Linked DNA regions of Mus musculus: regions 1 and 2 are each linked to region 3. Evidence: chromatin contacts called from public Hi-C data. All regions are on one chromosome and are shown on one strand. The core of a region is the stretch at or near the end of the contact, and the rest is flanking DNA. Distances in the headings are between cores, read along the strand shown.

Region 1 (3,378 bases), core at 589-3,088, 220 kb after region 3:
AGAAAGCACCGGCTTCAGACAGGGAGAGATTGTGCCATGTGCACTGATGACGTAAGTCAGAAGCATCTGGACAAAAGGATTTCATTGCAAGCCTCCTTCCTCCCATCACTTTAAACAATGAATCCCAGAGACAAGCAGGAAGCCCTAGGTTCAATTCCCAGCACTACCAAAAATACAGTCATTCCAGGAAAGACTAAGAGTTTTGATGATATCAAAAATAATTGACTACGAGTTTTGATTATATCCTAAATAATTATTTTTTAGAAGGAAATATATGAAGGAGAATGGGCTTATGCCAACTAGCAGGTTTGCATCCCTGACATTCTAACCTTACAGATCAGTTATTACAAAAAAAAAAAAAAAAAGAAAAGAAAGGGCATGAAAGAGCTTTGAGAATTAGCATGTAGAAGGGCAAGTCCCAGGAGGGGACCCCAGGTAACCAAGGTGACCCTCTAGTGTTGGAGGCCATGGAAACAGCTCTACCCTTTGGAAGGTAAACTGCCAATATGTGTTCAAATGGAGTACCCATAGCAACCTCAGCTCGAGGTAACCATTATACAGAAGCCTGGGCTTTGCTGTTTGTATGTACTCTACTTGGCTCTCAGCACTGCTGATGATAGTAAACACCTGGAAATGGGTTGGAAGTCTGTCAGATAAGCCTGGGGGTGTAGCTTAGTGATAGAGCACCTGCCCAGCATGTGGGAGACCCTAGATGCACTCCCCCATACTACAAGAAATAATTAAGTCTGTCAAATTAGGGGTGACTAGAAACCTAAGCACAGTTTTCATACATACTATTATGAAGCTCTTGAGTAAGTATTCTTTCTATCTATTTGGTCTAGGAAGATGTCCATAATACACTCTACATTAAAAAAATAATTTGTGGACTGGAGAGATGGCTCAGTGGTTAAGAGCACTGACTGCTCTTCCAAAGGTCCTGAGTTCAAGTCCCAGCAACCATACAGTGGCTCACAACCATCTGTAATGAGATCTGATGCCCTCTTCTGGTGTGTCTGAAAACAGCTACAGTGTAATATAATAAGTAAATAAATCTTAGAAAGAAAGAAGGAAAGAAAGAAAGACCTACATTTGCTCTTTAGACTTTTTTTTTTCATTTCTAAAACCATTATGCGTAGTTGAGTATATCAGTGTGTAGGCATAGCTCATGAGTCTAAGTACCCTTGGAGGCCAGAAGAGGGCATCAGATCCCCTGGAGCTGGTACGAGTACCTGGGAGCTGCCAACTGTGGTGCTGGGCACTGAAGCTGGGTCCTCTGCAAGAACATTGCTCCTCTTAAGCATGCAGTCGTATCTCCATTCCCGACTCTCTTATTCAAACAATCAAATTATAAAATTTAGTTGGTACATTAGGCATCGTAAAAGATGAACACTGAAATTTTGGTGATGTACTACATGTTGTCTCCTTGCATCTTTTCTCTCTCTCTCTCTCTCTCTCTCTCTCTCTCTCTCAACAGCTAATTGTTCCATGCTTGGCTCTTTTACGATGTTGAGGTGAATGACATGGGTGTTGTAACACACCATTGCACCACTCCTGACCTTGTAATGACGTCAGGGGGAGGCTTATCCTGCTGTGGTGATGCCTGTGGACCATGGGTGATAGAAACCACAGAGAACAAATCCTTGGTAAGGGGGACAGACTCTGCTGTGACTCTGTCTCTCTGCTCCACTTCACACACACCCGACCAGTGTTTCTCTGTTGGTGTGTGTCTGTGTGCATGCGCATTTGAGTGTAAGTGGGAACACTTGTGTGCGGGTAGGTGTGGAAGCCAGAGGTTGACACTGGGTGTCTTACTCAATAACTCTGCACAAGGCCAGGTCTCTAATTGAACCCTGATTTACCTAGTGTAGACAGCCATCTCCTGTCTTTGCCTCTGGAGGGCTGTGAGGACAGGCAAACTGCTCTCACCCACATAGCTGGGGACCCAAACTCTCCTCCCTGTATACTCTTTATTTGAGAAGCCCCATAACTTGTGCCTTATTTAAAAAAACAAAAACAAAAAAACAAAAAAAAAAAAAACAAAAAGCAGGAGGATTTGCATGCAATTACAGTAGGATGGGACATGGATGGGAAACAGGAGGAGGAAGGGCTTCACCACCAAAGTGTTCTCCCTTTGCTCCTCTGGCTTGTTTACATTTTTAAAAATCAACCTGTGTTACTCACAACCTGTGGTACTTGTGTTTCCTCATTGTTTCTCTCTCTCTCTCTCTCTCTCTCTCTCTCTCTCTCTCTCTCTCTCTCTCTCTCTCTCCTTTAAGACATGGTCTTACTATGTAGCTCTGATCCCGAAATTCACTTATGTAGACCAGACAAGGATTCTCCCGCCTCTGCCTCCTCTGCCTCCTCTGCCTCCTGCCCCTGCCTCTGCCTCTGCCTCTGCCTCTGCCTCTGCCTCTGCCTCTGCCTCTGCCTCTGCCTCCTCTGCCTCCTCTGCCTCTGCCTCCTCTGCCTCCTCTGCCTCTGCCTCCTCTGCCTCCTCTGCCTCCTCTGCCTCCTCTGCTTCTGCCTCCTCTGCCTCTGCCTCCTCTGCCTCCTCTGCCTCTGCCTCCTCTGCCTCCTCTGCCTCCTCTGCCTCCTCTGCCTCTGCCTCTGCCTCCTCTGCCTCCTCTGCCTCCTCTGCCTCCTCTGCCTCTGCCTCTGCCTCCTCTGCCTCCTCTGCCTCCTCTGCCTCCTCTGCCTATGCCTCCTCTGCCTATGCCTCCTCTGCCTATGCCTCCTCTGCCTCTGCCTCTGCCTCCTCTGCCTCCTCTGCCTCCTCTGCCTCCTCTGCCTCCTCTGCCTCCTCTGCCTCTGCCTCTGCCTCTGCCTCCTCTGCCTCCTCTGCCTCTGCCTCCTCTGCCTCTGCCTCCTCTGCCTCCTCTGCCTCCTCTGCCTCCTCTGCCTCCTCTGCCTCCTCTGCCTCCTCTGCCTCTGCCTCTGCCTCTGCCTCTGCCTCTGCCTCTGCCTCTGCCTCTGCCTCTGCCTCTGCCTCAAGTTCCCAAGTTCTGAGATAAGGCCATACACCTGGCTACTCATGGTTTTTGTTATTTGGGGGGCAAGGGGGTATCTGCATACATGTCTTTTTGAGGGTGTCAGATGTCCTTCAGGTGTGTTACAGAGGTGCTACAGCAGGTGTTACAGAGAGTTGTGATCTGCCATTTGGGTGATGGGAATTGAAGCTGGGTCCTCTGGAGGAGCAGCTAGTACTCTCAACTACTAAGCCATCTCTCCCAATACTCAAGTTTTTCAGAGGTGTATAAAAGGTGGAGAGAACTGTGTACCAGATAGAGAGAGAAGGCTGCAATCCTTTTATACCCATGATTCCAAACAGCAGCACAACTGAGAAGTGAGGCTTGGGACTGTTGCCCTGTAGGGAGGGGA
Region 2 (3,138 bases), core at 624-3,123, 140 kb after region 3:
AGAACAGACGAAAAGGTCAGACAACTTGCTACATTATCAGCCTTCTGAAGCCCTCCAATCTCATCAGAGACGAGCAGGAGGATGGAAAATGGCCAGTGATTGGTTATCTTAGTGATTGGATACCCGCTGTTCATGCAGCATCTTCTGACTTCTATAGTATAAGAACACACACCTGCTAATAGAATTCATGAGAACTCAGTCAGCGTTGGCCTCATGGAGACCCCTTCCCCCTTGCCAATGACTCACGCACCTATCTGCACACCAAGGTACCATTAGCCTTGCGTTCAGCTTAAAGTGACAGAAAGTCACAGAGGGTGGTAGCCTGACACCATGGTTCATTTCTCTCTGTGTAAAAGGGAGCCACAGACAAGTTGAGGATACTTGTGATAGTCCTGTAGTTTCTAAAACACTGCCATCCTCCTGCCATCCCTGGGAGATAGCGGCCCTCCTCTTCTGGCTCTGAAGTGGCAGTAGACAGACTGGGTAATTTATAAAGTACAGAGATTTCTTTGGCTTCTTTCCCTGGCGTCTGGGCAGTGCAAGAGCGTGGTGCTGACATATGACAAAGACCTCGTGCAGCCTTTCCCAAGTCTGAAGGACAGGCAAGCACATTCAGGACAGAAGAAAATCTTGTTATCAGGAGTCCACTCCTGTGACAATGGAAAGAGCCCTCTTGACACTGTCAGAATGGCATAAAAAACAAATGTCAAATGAGTGTTAGGAAACAGAGTCAAACCAAAGCTGAGCATTTGTCCTATAACAAATATAGGTCAAAAAACAATTATCAGACTGGAAAGATGGCTCAGTGGTTAAGAGCACTGACTGATCTTCCAAAGGACTCAAGTTCCATTCCTTGCACCTACTGTGACTAGCAACTGTTTCTAACCCCAGTTCCGGGAGGTCAGTGTTCTTTTCTGGCCTTCATGATCACCGCACAAACATAGTTGCATAGATATACATGCAGGTGAAACACCAATACACATAAAAATTAAAAATAAACATAATTATCTGGTTCTCCCCAGTTTCAAGGCATGCTGGGAGATCCCTTTGTTGTTGTTCAGGAAGCTCACAGCTGCTGGCTACTCCAGATCCAAGCAATCTAACCCCTCCCCCCTTTTTGTCGTCACGCGCACACAAACACGCATGCGGGCACACTCTCATGCACCACATGCGCACACACAAACATAATAAAAATAAAAGATTTCTAAGATATTTAAGACGACTATGGCAATTCGTGATGTGTAAGCAAAAATCACATCAAACATGTGCTTTATAAGAGAGTTTGCTCAGGATTACAAGAAGGCAGAAAACACTACTTCTGTTGGAAAGTAAGGAAAATAATATAGAGGAGAAAAGGATGTGGCAAATATTAAAATGGTAATTCCAGATGCCTGAGGTGAGGAGCGCTGCCATTTGGCTTAATGACCCTCTTCCTAGAGAAAATCCAGGCTCGTGGAGGAGACCCAACTTGTCCACATCCCCATATAATTGCATCATTAGCTTGATAACATCATTTTTAAACCCCAGTGAATCACCCTAACACCACACTGGAGAGTAACTGCTTTGTACATTCCCATACCTTAGATGAAAACCCTTTCTATAAAAAATACGACTTTTTGATACGATCTTTTTCTGTAAATATAAGCATAGTCTTTGACATAAATACAATTCAAGGCATAATGTAGTAACTAGTGGTGTCTCAGAGGGCTCTGTGATAGGTCCACAGGGATCCTGATGTCGACAGACAACACCTAACACACTAGCTGCCAGTTCACAAGAAGCCTTTTTTCTTTTTGATGTCCTTCAGGGCTGAGTTTCACAACCGTGGTGACTTTTGTCAGCATTTCTGGGAAACGGAGGACAAGCTTATGAAACAGTACAGCAGTAACAGAAGCCAATGACATGCATCCAAGAGGAGCAGTACAAATGGCAGTACATATGAGGGGTCTCATACTGCCTCATTTGGAAGTAGAATCTTCCGAGCATAAATGCAAATATGTGTCAGGTAGATGCAAATTTATGGGGGAGATATGCAAATTTGCCTCATAAGCCTCAAAGGAGGAAAATACACCCATATGTTTTTTTTTTTCTTGTTTGGGTGGGGCTTCGTGCCAGGGATCAAATTCAAGGTTTCTTAGGCAAGTACTCCACCACTAAACTATAGCCTTGCCCTGGAGTTTTTCTCTTAGAACCAGACTGCAACATCCTTTTAGGACCTTTTGTTGCAGTATGCAACCTCACCAACATGCTCTCCAGAGAGATACAACGTAATTCAGACTTCAGAAGGTCTCAGCATTCAGTCAGCTACATATTTAAGTGACCCGGAAGAGGCATGGGCTGTTGAAGACCTCTGACACACTGGATAAGTTTCTAGCCAGTGAAGCCTCTGAACTCAGAACTGAGTGGCGACATGATGCAGACTCTGCGGCTGTGCTACCTCTGTCTGTCCAGGGTTGGCTTTGGAGGAGGCAGGAGTGATAAGTGCTCAAGGTCTCTTGGCCTCCAGAGTGGCTGAAACTTTGAAATAACGATGTTTTTATCCACACAGATTTGTGGATGAGCCGTTTGTGGTGATTCGCCACCAGCGCATCCTCCCTCCACGGGAGCAGGACGGGGAGTGTTGGTGGGTGAGGGTAAGAAAAGACTAGGTCAGAGACAGGGTCCTGCCTTGTGTCTAGCAGTATATCATGATAGAAAGGAAAAACAGCTACAAACTTAAAACAGCCTAGACTAATAATACACAAGGACTAGGAACGCTGATCTGATGTCACTTGGCCTCTGCACACTGCCCTGCTGTACTTTCTGCAAGTGACTTGTTGTAAATAACACCCAGATACAGAACTGGAGGGGTGGGAGAAGGGAGAAGTCATTGCCATCTCTCCAGCCCACCACGCATGCGAGCAAACAGATGAGCAAAGGCAGGTATGGCCTTAGACTCACCCCTGACAGCTATTCTTGGCTGTCAACTTGAATGCAACCAGAATTAGCCCAAACCAAAGCAGCTGAGTTCACCTGTAAGGTTTTTTTTTCCCCTGAAATCATTTGAAGTGGGAAAGACCCACTTTTAATTCAAATCTTGTGACGTTGGATGATACACCTTTAACCCAGATCTTTTGACGTAGGAAGAGCCACCTTCAA
Region 3 (3,286 bases), core at 85-2,584:
ATTTGTTGCCAAGCAAGAAGTCAGAGGTCTGGGTTATATGTCCCTGTCATCAGCCGAGGAGAGCCAGGGACAGGGCTCCATCTGTAGCATCCAGGTTCTTCTTGCACACTTCTACCTGGTACAGTAGGGGCCCTTGACTTTGCACAGAGAATTTCAGCCTGAGCCGGTACGAAGCAGAGTTGGAGTTTATTCAGAAGAAAAATATTAACACAGATTTCAGCACAGGGGCTGAAGAAAGAGGGTCATCTGGGGACAGATGGGACACACCCAGGAATGGGTGGGGGCTTCTTAAGGGACAGTGTTGCTTAAATGTCCAGCAATAGCAGTCTATAGTATTTGGGTAGCTTTTGGAATTACGTTGCTCAGAGGGATTTCTTTATCTCCGTATAGATCATGAGATTACAGAGGGGCTCTGCAGGTGCCTGGGACAGGGCTGCAATCCATTAAGGCAAGGCATGGGACTAAGGTTGTACAAGAAAGCAAAGGCATATCTTTTAGGTAAATGAAGGGACTGGGACGATCCTTGGGAGAGTCCTGGAAAACTGCAAGCTTGTAACTGAGAAAGGACTAGTGAATATATACTGGAATATAAGTGAATATACTGGAGGTCATATATGCATTGCCCTTAAACATGATGTTCCGACATTTTAACGGTCTTCTTTGAAATATATATAAAGTACATAAAGGTAACACTGTCTCTGTGTAGGCGGCCCCCCCACCCCACCCCAACAGTAAATGTCAATCCTGTTGGGATCCTTGGCTTTAGGCTGTTGAGAGACATTCCCATACCATTCAGTTCCCTGTCGTCTTCTCTCCTTTCTCCTCTCTGCGTTCACTCAAGGAAAGCCTAGAGGCGAGTGGGCAGGGAGCTTCTCCCAGTGCCCATCAAGATCTCTCCGCCACAGGCACACTGGCAGAGACTCTGTCCCGGTGCTTTGCCATCAGTCTTCTTGGTCCCACAGTGCCGCTTTACGCACCTGTGACTCTTGGGCCCTCAATAAAAACGGAGTAAGAGTAACCCAGATGGAACGTCATATCTCAGGGTTATTGATAGGAAATTAGATACTGATAGCTTAGAGGGTAGATATCTGCCCAGCCCTAGTGTTTTAAAGGTTTATTATAACTATATATATAAAAAAAAAGATTATAAACTTGCCAGTTTAAATAGATCTAAGTCCTTTGCATCGGATGGTATTTTCCACTTAACTCTCCTCTGGGGGGCGCTGGAGTCTAGTTAACCCCAGGAAAGCTGGCAAGTATCTGGCATCTGGCCTCTTCTGGTTTCGTGACAAAGGTGTACCCGTTGAAAGAGCAAGGCAAACAGGCCGCTTTGCCAATGGGGTGGAGATAAGGAAGGGGCAGGCCCCTCTGAGTCTTTACGTGCACGCAGTGGGCAAAAGTGGGGAGGCCTTCCTGGGAGCCAACAGAGTTCCACAGGGAGAATCTGCTGGGAACTGGAGCCCCTGCCTCATATGGCCTGACCCCCTACCTCCCACCCTCTTTTCGGGGCTGCTCTCTTGGCCTGAATTAAACTCTCGGTGTGGAAATCTGTTAGGGAACAAGATAAATGCCAAGAAGGCAAGAGAGGAGAAACACAGGGTAAAATGACAGGGAGGATTCTGCAGCCTCCCAGCGCTCCCAACTTGGGGCTCAAGCACACATCGCCACCCTCCCCTGCAGCCCACACCAGCAGGCTGGGGTGAAGACCTGAGGAAGAAGATAGGCCAAACAGAGGCTGGAAGCTGCCCTGGAAGAGAGAGGCCAGGCCCAGAGTCTTGAGAATGTTTTCTTTTCGGGGAGATGCTTCGAGGCGTGCAAAAGTGAACAGTGACAGCTTGCAGGAGCCCGGGCAGTCAGGGCTCAGCAGACAACCCTCTGAAGGGGGCGTGGGGTGGGGATGCTGGCTGGCTGTGGCAGCATCGGGCGGGTCACTGCACAAAATGGTTTTTATAGCTCTATTTGGCTTCACAGTCCTCAAACATAGACAAGCTGGAGGGCGGGTGGTTTTAAGATCCACTTGTGTGCCATTAAAGCACCCAGATGGGAATTCTAAGGGTTTCTGTACTCCCAGCTTCTTAAGCAACAATAGGAAAAAGCCCAGAAAAACAAACACAGTCGGAACATCAGGTTTTCTTTGTTTCCACTTAAAAAAAAAAAAAAAAAAAAAAAAAAAAAACCAAACACCCTCCCCAGGCACGTGCACCTTCCACCAAAATGTGGCATTGACTTTTAAAATACAAACAAAAGGCAGCAGAAACTGTGGGTGGAAAAGAAAAAAAAAGAGCTGTGCTATCCTGGGATGTTCCAGCTCCACTTCTACTGTGGAAGCCAGAACAGAGATCTTCCATACGGACTGCAGAAGCATGGAAAAATCCGAGCCACCATGTTCTGTAGATGTCTCATGAAGCATTCGCAGACAGCATCTCAGGTCATCCACGTTCACTTTTAGATCAGCTAAAGGGTATGCCAGATTAGCAAACACAACTGCAAAATTCGGGGTCCCAGAGACAAGAGGAACCCTTCCCCGCTATGAATTATGACCCTTGCTTGCAGAGTCTACAACTGTCCTGATGTCTGATTGCAGCCAAAGGCCAGACTACCCAGGAGCATGCAGTGACATGCAGGTTCAGGAGCTGCCTGTATGGGAAGGTGTCAGCAAACAACCTCGCATCTGGGTCCTACTTCATGGCTCTACAGAGCCAAGCCTCGAAGATGCTGAGCAAGGGGAGTAACAGATGTTCTCTCTCTCTCTCTCTCTCTCTCTCTCTCTCTCACACACACACACACACACACACACACACACACACACATGCACACACATACACACAAAAGATCCATAACACTGAAACATTTGACAATATTCAGCAGCCATGTCCTGAAGTCTGGAGAAGCCAGCTTCCTTTGGTGATGAACAGCAGTGTGGAAGTGTAAGCTGAATAAGCCCTTTCCTCTCTAACTTGCTTCTTGGTCATGATGCTTTGTGCAGGAATAGAAACCCTGACTAAGACAGTGTGAACCAGTGTTTCTATTTGCTTCACTGTCCCATCACCTAGTTTTGGGCATCCCCTAGACAATCACCTAGTTTGGGGGCAGATGCTCTTGGCTGACCCTTGGCCTTTCAGATAGATCCTCGGATTCTGGGTGTCGTCTTCTTTGGAGGTATATGGTTTAAAGTGAGAGGAGGAGAGGAAACCGTTTTTTAAAAAGCCACTCTTAGTCAGTGAGGAAAGAAGCTACCTGCACCACAGACAGTTTAATCCAGAGTTGGCGGTGGACAGAAGACCCT

The links. A called contact is a pair of places that touch in the nucleus more often than the background predicts.
Region 1: a Hi-C map of liver shows a contact between it and region 3, with 2.0 times the contacts expected there. The contact joins two enhancer-like sites. A contact is called at or near these places in 11 of 484 Hi-C or Micro-C datasets (bone marrow-derived macrophages, differentiating embryonic stem cells, embryonic stem cells and 6 more) and 14 of 115 datasets of contacts at active chromatin or transcription factors (the HPC-7 cell line, bone marrow-derived macrophages, craniofacial prominence and 6 more).
Region 2: a Hi-C map of liver shows a contact between it and region 3, with 2.0 times the contacts expected there. The contact joins two enhancer-like sites. A contact is called at or near these places in 1 of 39 promoter capture datasets (liver), 12 of 484 Hi-C or Micro-C datasets (the C2C12 cell line, ECoMG myeloid progenitors, the HL-1 cell line and 8 more), 8 of 115 datasets of contacts at active chromatin or transcription factors (the HPC-7 cell line, bone marrow-derived macrophages, double positive thymocytes and 4 more) and 1 of 9 other capture datasets (embryonic stem cells).

What each region holds. Positions count from the first base shown.
Region 1 is chr13:37,687,768-37,691,145 of GRCm38.p6, forward strand. No RefSeq gene overlaps it. Among named protein-coding and RNA genes, the nearest start is that of AI463229, 22 kb to the left of the region's middle. Within about 2 kb of position 1,839, at least 6 of the 459 cell types and tissues checked have an H3K27ac peak or open chromatin away from gene starts, as enhancers often do. A contact at or near this core is called in hepatocytes and liver, where this site is marked.
Region 2 is chr13:37,601,923-37,605,060 of GRCm38.p6, forward strand. No RefSeq gene overlaps it. Among named protein-coding and RNA genes, the nearest start is that of Gm47754, 22 kb to the left of the region's middle. Within about 2 kb of position 1,874, at least 25 of the 459 cell types and tissues checked have an H3K27ac peak or open chromatin away from gene starts, as enhancers often do. A contact at or near this core is called in brown adipocytes, hepatocytes and liver, where this site is marked.
Region 3 is chr13:37,466,672-37,469,957 of GRCm38.p6, forward strand. No RefSeq gene overlaps it. Among named protein-coding and RNA genes, the nearest start is that of Gm40914, 19 kb to the right of the region's middle. Within about 2 kb of position 1,335, at least 71 of the 459 cell types and tissues checked have an H3K27ac peak or open chromatin away from gene starts, as enhancers often do. A contact at or near this core is called in brown adipocytes, hepatocytes and liver, where this site is marked.